Regions from separate parts of the Neogale vison genome. Here region 1 is linked to region 2. The links are chromatin contacts, called in public Hi-C maps. All regions are on one chromosome and are shown on one strand. The core of a region is the stretch at or near the end of the contact, and the rest is flanking DNA. Distances in the headings are between cores, read along the strand shown. Region 1 holds the start of MAPK14 (mitogen-activated protein kinase 14). Region 2 overlaps MAPK14 (mitogen-activated protein kinase 14).

Region 1 (4,732 bases), core at 431-2,930, 66 kb after region 2:
AAAGATTAACACATCCAAAAGTCTGGAATTTGTTCCAAAACAAAAAAATAATTTTATAAAGCCCTTTTCAAATGATGCATGCACATGAATACATGAATTAGTCTCAAATCAGCAGCTCTCAAGTTACAGTAAATCTAAAATCGAGTGTGTAATACCTAAATTAGTGAAATATTTCAGATCCAGAAATTTTATGGTATCAATTTAATTTAAAACACCCAGTATGATTTAAAGATGAGACGTGTCTCTTCCTTCCTTTGCTATAGACTACTCCTTCCTTTGCTATAGATCTTTACAAAAAACATCGTGTACCTCAGGCTACAAATGCAGATAAGTTCCCTGCAAACTCTCTCACGGACTTTAAAAAAAAAAAAAATATTCACAAGATGTACTGCAATTTAAAAATATTTACAATACATCCCAGCATTGTTAGTAACTTCTTGCTCTTGAGCGCGTCCAACGGATCTGAATCTCGCTTGCTCCAAAGGGGAAAATTGTTTTGCCAAACAATACTTAAATGAGCAGTGGTATGTGACTAATCAGTGAGGCCGCCAGCTTCTCAAGCTGCAGTGTTCTTGCAGGCACTACCACCCACCCCCACTCTGCAAAAAGGAAATACGCTTTCAACCGAATCGGAAACACACCACTCAAGCTGGCACTGTGCTGGCCGAGATAAAGTCGGTATTTTAGGTTCTACGGGTCGCTGCTAATCCAAGTGCGAATTCAAAACGAATGCTTCTCAAAAGGAGATTTCGAAAGAGGTTTGCAAAAAAAAAAAAAAAAAAACCCGGACAGAACGCCCTTCGTCGTCGTCAGTTTTGTTCGGACAACCGCATCTCCCGGTCGAGTTTTGCCCTTCTGCTTCTCCCTGCAGCTTCCCGGGCTTGTCTGCTTTGAGGGCGGGCTTTGGCGCCCAAAGTAGACGCACCTCCCGAGAGGATCTTCCTGCTGGATGCTGGCAGGGAGACCCCCGAAGAGGCGCCCCCGCCCCCGTGCCTGCCCCCGAAGCAGCAATCCCCACAAGAAGGGCTTGCGCAAGGTGCGAGCCGGGGCCGAGCTCCAGCACCACAACCCACCATGGACCTGCATCCTGCACACAGCTGACCGCCTACCTGGGGGTGCAGAGTGAGGGGTGCAAGGGGTACAGGGAGTGCAGGACAGGGGTCCAAGAGGCAGCGGTGCTCTCCCCCAAGGAAAATTCCTGCCGCTTGGTGCATCGCTGAGCTATGGGGGCAGGCCTGGCTCTGGGGTATTAAGGGCGACTCAGCCCACCGCAGACCCAAGCCCGGTGACACTCACCACACGGAGCCATAGGCACCAGAGCCCACCGGGGAGAGATTCTGGTAACGCTCGGGCACCTCCCAGATTGTCTTGTTCAGCTCCTGCCGGTAGAACGTGGGCCTCTCCTGAGACATCTTCCAGCGGCGGCCGCGGGGCTAGGAGGTGGCCCTGAGGGGCCCCGCCTGCGCCCGCTCCCGCTCCCAGGCCCTCGTCGCCCGCCCGGCCGGGCGGGGACCTGGAGCTGGCAGTCGGCGCAGGTGCGGCAGACGCGACCCCGCCGACTCCCGCGCGCGCGGCCCCTGTCAGCCGCAGCTGCTGGACGCGCCTCAGCGACCGGAGCGAGCCCGGCTAAGGGCAAGGGCACGCTCCGGAGCCCAAGGCTGCGCCCACCACGCTCTCCCTGCACCCTCTCCCAGACCAGGCCGACTCCCGGCTGCACCGCGGGACTACCGCTCCAGCTGCAGCGCCCGCTGAGGTTCCAGTGGTCGCCGTTCCAAAGCCAGCGAACAGGAGCCTCTTGCCGTACTCTCGCGAGATCAGCTCCCGGGACTCTCCACGAGCCGAGATTTTACCCAATATGGAACCTGCCCACGGGAGGGGGTTGACGACGGGAGAGGATGGGAGGAGCACTTCTCGCGAGAAAAGAGCAACAGCTGGACACCGGAGGCAAGAACTCTCCCGGACTTAAGGGCGCGAAGGCGGACCCGGGAAGGAAGGGATAAGCTGGCAATGTATGCCGCGTGCGCCCCACCGTGGTCGGCGGAGTAAGTGCCTGACTCTGTTGTGGAAAGCGACAGTGACTAATAGGGTGTCGGGAAAAGAGCCAAAAGATCTTTGAACTGCCTGTAGTCACCAGCAGCCGAGCATCTGCTAAGCAGAACACCCAATTTCCAAGAAATATTTACATTAAAAAAAGGAGATTCTGGCCAGAAAGCCGTTGTATTCCATCTGCTCAAGGACATACGGCTTAATCTTCGGAATTGTGACGAACTCTATCCCAAAAGCAAATATTAGTTCTGCATTAAGGCTGAGGTTTTCCATCCAAACTCTCCTAGCGGTTCTTAAACTTTTATGTGCAGAAGAATCACTTTAGATGTTTAAAAATGCAAGTCTCAGGACCCACAGGGAGTCTAAGTGGATAGGTCCGTGACAGGCTCCAAGAATGCGCATTTTTACAAAATGCCCCAGGTAGTTCTGATTAAGGAAAGTCTCCGGTATCTCCCTTTGAAAGGGGTTTTGAAACATTACTCAGAGGGTTTGAAACTGATTTCTGCTCTGAAGCTTCCAGTGAAGACGATTTTAAGCATTTGATTCATGCCTTTCAGATTAAGAAGCAGCCGGGTGGCTCAGTGGGTTAAAGCCTCTGCCTTTGGCTCAGGTCATGATCCCAGAGTCCTGGGATCGAGCCCTACATCGGGCTCCCTGCTCGACAGGGAGCCTGCTCCCCCCACCTTCTCTCTGCCTGCCTCTCTGCCTACTTGTGATCTCTATCTGTCAAATAAAATCTTAAAAAAAAAAAAAAAAAAAAAGGAGAGCAAGGCAGAGAGTGGTCTTTTGGCAGTGTCACATCAGGCAAGTCGATTGACCTTTCTTAGACCTTCGTTCTAGTTCTGGGAAAAATAATTCCTGCAAAAATAATTCCTGCCTTACATTCCCACTTAATAGGGTCATTTATAAAGCTGAACAAAATAAGTGTGATTGGGCAAGATATTATAACCCCATACCTACCCCCACTTTTAAGCTTGTCACAATCTCTCTTAGAAATAACTGGGTTAAGGGCGCCTGGGTGGCTCAGTTGGTTGGACGACTTGCCTTCAGCTCAGGTCATGATCCTGGAGTACCGGGATCGAGTCCGGCATTGGGCTCCCAGCTCCATGGGGAGTCTGCTTCTCCCTCTGACCTTCTCCTCGCTCATGCTCTCACTTTCTCTCTCTCAAATATATTTTAAAAATCTTAGAAAAAAAAAGAAAGAAAGAACTGGGTTCAAGCCAGGACACTTTTCAGCACTTACCATGATTATTCTCTTTGGTGTTACGCATCCCTTGGAGTGCTCTGATTTTGCCTATCTTGTCCCAGCATCTTGCACAGTGCCTGGAACACAACTGGTACACCATAAATATTTATTGGACTAATTATGAATAATGACCATGATCTCAGTTTAGGAGGTAGTGCAGGATCCTCAGTTCTCCTTGAGGAAAAACAAAAACCAGAATCATGGATGATTCATGGAAAGCTTTTCTTTGGGGGATTCAGTGTGGCTTAGCCTGGATTCTCTTGCCTATGAAGACACCCGGCTTGAAAATGTTCCAAAATGCGGGTTAGAGAGCTTTCCAAGAAGTAATGAAGGTTGAAGGAGGAAGTAAGAGCAAGAAATATAACTGTGATATAGCAGGTAGGAGTGGGGGATCAAGGTAATGAGTGCATTGATAGAAGGGAGGAAACTCGGCAGCAGGAATCCTAAGGAATTCATAAAATTCTCCAAAAAATTGGGATAGTGAGGTGAGTGACTGAAAGGGCAAAGATGAAGTAAGCAGTACATTCAGTCACTCATTCAACAATTATGTACTGAATACCTACTGGGTGCCAGGCACTTCTAATTCAAGTCGATTCAAAAACAGAGGCAGTTGCTGCTTACATGAGATTTACAATTTATTGACCTATTATTATATGCACATTGTTTATGCACTAATACAGCAGTTAGAAATAAAAATCCCTGCCTTATGGGGGTGACAATCTACAAAAAGTAAGGACTAAGTAAAGTGAACACGTTAGACACTAATACAGTAATCGAGCAGGTGTAAAACCGCTCTGGGCCAAGCAGGACTACAGGGCATAGTTAGAGACAGTGACAGGAGCTGAATCAACTTCAGAAGGTTAAAGGGCGGGGCTCTAGAGGGGAGCGCAGCAAGAGACCTGGGCAGAAGAGCGTCCTTCAGTGGGAGGAGTCAAGCTTGTGGGCAGAGAGCTAAGGTTGGAAACCCGAATGACCTTCTAGCCTCCAGTTTCCTCCTTCGTCTTCTGACCTGACGACGTCGTAGGGTGACTTAAGTGAATGACTGTAAGTGAAGTGCAGGGCACAAGGCCTGGTATCTAGAAGCCCCCCAGACAAGAGCAGTCAAACCCCAAAGCAAGTGGAGGCCTGGATGGCACAGGTGAAGGGGCTTCCCCAGCCCAGGTACCCCCTCCCAACCCTCTTCTCCCGGCTCCCTACTGCAACTGCCCATTCTCCGGTACCACGCCCGCCAGAACGCCCGCGAGCTCGGCCGCAACGGCTCGGGAACGGCCGGCGTCCGCGTCTACAGCGCCGCCAGCCGGGTCCGAGCAGCGTCCGACCCCAGCGCCAGCACTCGCGCCACGCTCCGGGAACCAGGTGGATCCGCGGCCCGGAGCTACAAGGGGCCGAGGGCCGCAGGTTTGAGCAGGATGCGGGCGTCCGGGTGCGGGGCACCAGGTC
Region 2 (5,253 bases), core at 2,472-4,971:
ATATCCACATGTCTGTAATCCTTTCCTCCTCCAGCACATAGATAAAAGGATCAAGGGAAGATAGAAGTAAGAGAGACCTGTCTCATGCAGAGAACAGTCATCCCTCCAATAAGATAAATAAAGGTATATTTTAAATCTACCTGAATATAGCTGAAGCAGAAACAACACTGCTGGGAAGGGCCTCTGTGACGACAGCCTGACTCCCAAAAAGATTAAGGGCACCATGTTAAGAAGTGCCCCAACCATCTCTGATAATAAGACCAGTATCAGATTAATTAGGAAGAACTGATAAAGATGATGAATAGCCCTATGTAAGTTGTTTGCATTTATTCCATATTATTTGCATATTTTCTTTTGAATATAGTACTTATCAGTGTTGGATCTTTTATAGACTTGTTTTTTATCTTAAAGGAAGAATCCTCTTTGGGACTTCATTATAAAAACTTGATGACTAGGAAAGCAACCTAGCGGTCCTCAGTTCAATACCCTTCCAGCCTACAGTCATCAGATGCTAACATACCCTCACTAGGAAAACACAATAGCCTCTTGAGCACTAAATTCATAAAACCCAAATAGTTTTGTATGCGTAGCTCTTTCGTATCACTTTCTATTTACAAGCCTATAAATTATATTCTCAATCCAGAGGACGGGATGACATTTTCTCCCAAATGTCAGCATCCTGCCACAGCACAGAGGTGCTCATCCCCTTAAGCCCTCAAGGCACGTGCAAGCACTCAGTGATATTAAAAACCGTGTTGCTTATACAGTGGCAACAGAATGAGGATGTGGCCTTCTGAATTGGATATCCCTATCCAGTCTGTTTGTTCTCACCTCATGGCTTGGCATCCTGTTAATGAGATAAGCAGGGGGGGTCCCCGTCAGACGCATAATCTGCTGAAGCTGGTTAATATCTTAGATGCCTAGTCAAGGGCATTGTTAAACATACAGTGCAAAAAAATAACTTTCAACTCAAGTTCTTAAGAAGGCCACAAAAGCCACCCCAAAACGAACAAAAGAAACCCACTCCCCAGCCCCCACCCCCACCCCAGGCCTGAGCCCAAGGCTGCGTGTGAAAGCCTGCTTCTGAATGGCATGAGGGTTATTAGGCATGCAGCCCGTAACTGGCCATGCAGATAAGGAAAATTACTTTCCTTTAGTTTTAGCATCATCTTTAATGTTAAATATTTTAGGCTCCCTGGAAAGAGACTGCCCCTTGATCCAGGATGCCAGCCAGAGAACTGTTTTCAAGTACTGATGGCCAAAACCTGCTTGCTTAGGGCAGGGGGTGGTGGTAAATGGAGCTGATTCAGAAAATTTTGATTCGTCTTCAGACAAAACAAAATTTTCACTATATCCATTCAAGGAAGAGGTTACATTTTCATGGCCCGGGTTCTGGTAACTCTCCCAGGCACCACCCCTCAAATGTAAGACATGGGTGCCTGTGGGAGCTGATAAGCAAAGCCAAGTTTCAAGGACATTAGTAGTGGTACATTTATAAAACATGCCACAAACACACAGTGGTGATGAAGAAAGAGGAGACACGGGGCAAAGTCAGAAGCTAATGGCAAAGACAAAACAGGCTGCTGATGGTAGCATAACACGCCAAAGTGATTTCCTCCACAAGTCTCTAACAGGTGACCAGGCTGATTTCACTTACACAGCTGAGAGGAAGTCTGCAAAACGCTCTGCAGTGATCTGACCAGGAGGAAACTGCTATGTACAGGCACGTAAGGTAACGGTATTCCACACTTCTCTCTTCTTGCTGCCCCACCAACTTGAACGCAATTCCCCCTCCCCCAAAATGTTATATGAACTGTTGGTTTATCATAAGTTCCTATTAAAGGAACACTGATGGGATTTTTAAAAATCAATGCAATTCAATTAAAATCTTTCTATATTCCCTTTCTTCTTAAACTATTAATTCCTTCCTCCGGTTGTAGCAGCAACTTCAAGGAGCACCCTGGTCAGGCAATCACACTTCTTTGAGGCTTCCTTCAGTAATTTTTCATGTTAACTCATTCTCTTGACCTCAAATTCTCTCATGGTCAGAGGACTACAAATATACCTGGCTGGCTGGCCAGCAGGACAGAGCTAGGACCCTGAGCTCCATCCTGCCTTTCCCAGTCCTGATGCCCAAAGACAGAGGGAGCAAATTCAAAAGGTGGCATGAAGCCCTTTTAACATTCCCTCAACAAAGTTTAGATTTACCTCGAAACAAATTACATAAAAAATAGTACTTTAAATGCCAATACAACAAAAGGGGCTCACTAAGTAAACCAGCAATAGCAGAATACCAGTTGGGTTTTAAAATTTTAGAATCCAGCCACCTCTCTCCTCTCTCCTAGGAATAACATTTGGCTGGTGCATTTTTCTATTTTTGTCTCCATTAGTCAAATAGGTTATTATATCCCCTTCCTATTAGGAAGCTAGGAAAAATATATTTCTAGAGAAAAATGGGAGTCAGTGAAAGGGCTTTTGCTTGCTTAATATGATTTTGTTGTTGTTGTTGTTGTTCTCTCATTGATTACTATAGGTTCTGGGTCACTAACGGAAACAGGCCTCTCTTTAGTGGCCACAACCTATTTATCCCCTTTCTCATAGCATATCCCAATTTGTTCTCAATCAGTGCATCCATTATTGCATTTTCTTACAATGTCCTACTGTTTATTGATTGGATTTCTAGATAAATGATGGCATCTGTATGTTAACTAGCTAGAATTTAAATAGAAATTTGAAAAGAAAAAGAATGATGGCATCACTACTTTTCAGGAGTAATGAAAATAGCAATTGGCTTGCTTTTATTCCATTCCTTCACTAATGAATTTTTTTTTTTTAAATCCTTAAACAATTTTACTCACCTGGCTTTGTTATTTACACACCGTGTGTCCCACACACACCATGTGTTTTTAAGATAAACTGCTACTTGGGCAGTATTACTACCACCAAACTAATCTTGTCTACCATTTAAACCCCTTTTATCCACTTGCCATAACCATGTAGGGAAAAAAAAAAACACCAAAAAACAAAAACAAAAAACCTTTCTTATTCCTATATTCATTGTTGGAGTACATTCTATATTCTGACAGCCCATTTTATTATGCCCAACTCTAGAGCTATTTAAATGTATGATGTGCCCTTATCACATAAGAGAACGGTATCTCATTAGGTTGGGCACCTGATGTTGTTTCTTTCTTAAAAATAAATGATGGATTAATAATAGGTAAATACCATATTATCCATGCTTTTCCTCTTAGAACTTCTTGTGACTAATAGCACATATCTACAGGGCCAGTGGTTGGGTGTGGGAGAGGGGACTGAGAAGGAGCTGCTAGTGGCCATTCCCAGACAGGGAGTGAATTTACTGTCTTAGTCGCATTCGTATGATTGGTAAATAAACTGAATCTCCTCTCACCCCCACCGCCTTGCCTCCATGTCTTCTGTATTACCAGTCTTTCTCATCAGCACATGCATTTAAAACAAGAAAGTACCATCTTCTCTAAGGAGCATTCCTTATCTTCTTTGATTCACTCTACCCAGCTTCTGCATTTCATAAAGCAAAAGAAAACACTGCTTTGGGTTGACACAGTGGTAACTCCAACAATGACTTTCAAAATAGTGTGCAATCGCATGAGATTAAAGTTTAGAGATCATGTTATCAGAACATCTGAGATGCTCAGCTGTCTCTGCCAAATGACTCAGTGCATGACTCAGGCAAGTCACAGCTTTTCTGTACTTTTCCTTCTTCATCTTAAATAAATAAATGAAACAAAATAATAGAGCCAGCACAGTCTCTTATATCCCTCCAAGTGCAAATTCATAAATACACTGGACTTTGTGGTCTTTTAATGCATGGTCTTTTAATGTACCAGAAACATACCAGATGACAATATTCTTTATGTTAATAAGGGAGATGTTCTTTATGTTATAAGGGAGATCATGAACCATTCAAACTCACCTGCTCAAGCCTGCCTCAAGCTACCCAGGAGTCCTTCCAACTGGGCAAAGGGACCCCTTCAGTCAGAATGGTGAGAGGAGAATTCAGGAAGGCACAACTGGAGCTCGGCTCCACAGCTCTTTTCCCCTTTTCGTCAACTGCCTGGCAGCAGACAGAGGGGAAAAGGGAGAAAGGCTGAGCTTTCATGATTTCTCTCTTGTCTCTGGCTCCAGAAAATGACCAACAGCAGGAAATTGGAGCCAAAGTAAGCCAGAGTCACATTCCCATGGCTTCTCTCTAGATCCCTGCTTAGAGCAAGGAAGGCATTAGCTCCAAACCTTTTTCTCAGGTTATTCAACGTGTAATGACAAAGGCAGGCTGTGGGAGGAAGGATTTACTACAAGTCTACTCCAATGGATGTGAGGTATCAGGACTGGTCTGGAGATAGGGTGGAAAAATGCCCCTGCTGGGAATAGACAACTTTTACAAGATGTTGTGCACTGTCTATTCTAAAACAGTAAAAAGCAGTAACTTCTGGAAAAGGGCAGTAGCGTGGACACAATGCACACTTCATTCCTGTAGTGAAGCTAGACTAATACGTGGTAAAGTTCATGCTCTGAGAACACACGCTAACCGAAAACTAAAAAGAACTCAAGTATATGTGAAACTTCTGAGAAAGATGATGTCAGGGCTTGATAACAGAGGCATATTTTCCTTTAATCTCTTGGAATGAGTTAGAATCACAAATCATTTACTGGGATACTACTGCCCAATACAAGCTCTCATGATCTAAGTACATACTCCAATAGAGAACAAAACACACTCATGCATGGGGGCAGACGAGTGCACGTGTACATACACACACACACACACACCCCTCATCCAGGAAGTCAGCACAAAAGGGCACACATGCTTACAAACATACCCGGGGCAAAGTACAGATTGATGGAAGGCAAGTGGCAGAGGCTCCCAACAGGGCAGATAATTACAATCAAAGCATCAACTCACAGACTCTGAGGAGATTTTCTTCAAAAGATCAGCCCCTGGGGTTCCAACGAGTCTTAAAATGAGCTTCAACTGATCAATATCTAATGGTGGACTATAAAGGAAAATGTTGGGACAAAATAAAAATAAAAAACAAATGACAACAAACAAAACAAAACAAACAAAATACCCCAATAACAAAAAGTAAAAACCCCAAACCAGGCCAAAATGGTGAATTCGTCTAGATCAAGGCTTCTGCGGGACGGTCATTCCAAGTGGAACACGCTCCTCCTGTACAAAGACTCAGAACGGCGCCACACACATATCCAATATAT

Evidence for each region. Hi-C and Micro-C count contacts between places; a contact is called where the count stands out from the background.
Region 1: a Hi-C map of fibroblasts shows a contact between it and region 2, with 4 times the contacts expected there. The contact joins the promoter of MAPK14 here to the enhancer-like site in region 2. A contact is called at or near these places in 2 of 3 Hi-C or Micro-C datasets (fibroblasts and muscle).

What each region holds. Positions count from the first base shown.
Region 1 is chr1:116,829,652-116,834,383 of ASM_NN_V1, forward strand. It overlaps MAPK14 (mitogen-activated protein kinase 14), which reads right to left and starts at 1,681. Exons shown (of 12, transcript XM_044254815.1): 1 at 1,297-1,681. The coding sequence starts at 1,412. SLC26A8 (testis anion transporter 1) reads left to right here and starts at 3,590. Exons shown (of 20, transcript XM_044244457.1): 1 at 3,590-3,595; 2 at 4,373-4,690. The coding sequence starts at 3,590.
Region 2 is chr1:116,761,465-116,766,717 of ASM_NN_V1, forward strand. MAPK14 (mitogen-activated protein kinase 14) reads right to left here. Exons shown (of 12, transcript XM_044254815.1): 9 at 832-911. Among named protein-coding and RNA genes, the nearest start is that of MAPK13, 30 kb to the left of the region's middle. Within about 2 kb of position 3,722, the one cell type or tissue checked has open chromatin away from gene starts, as enhancers often do. A contact at or near this core is called in fibroblasts, where this site is marked.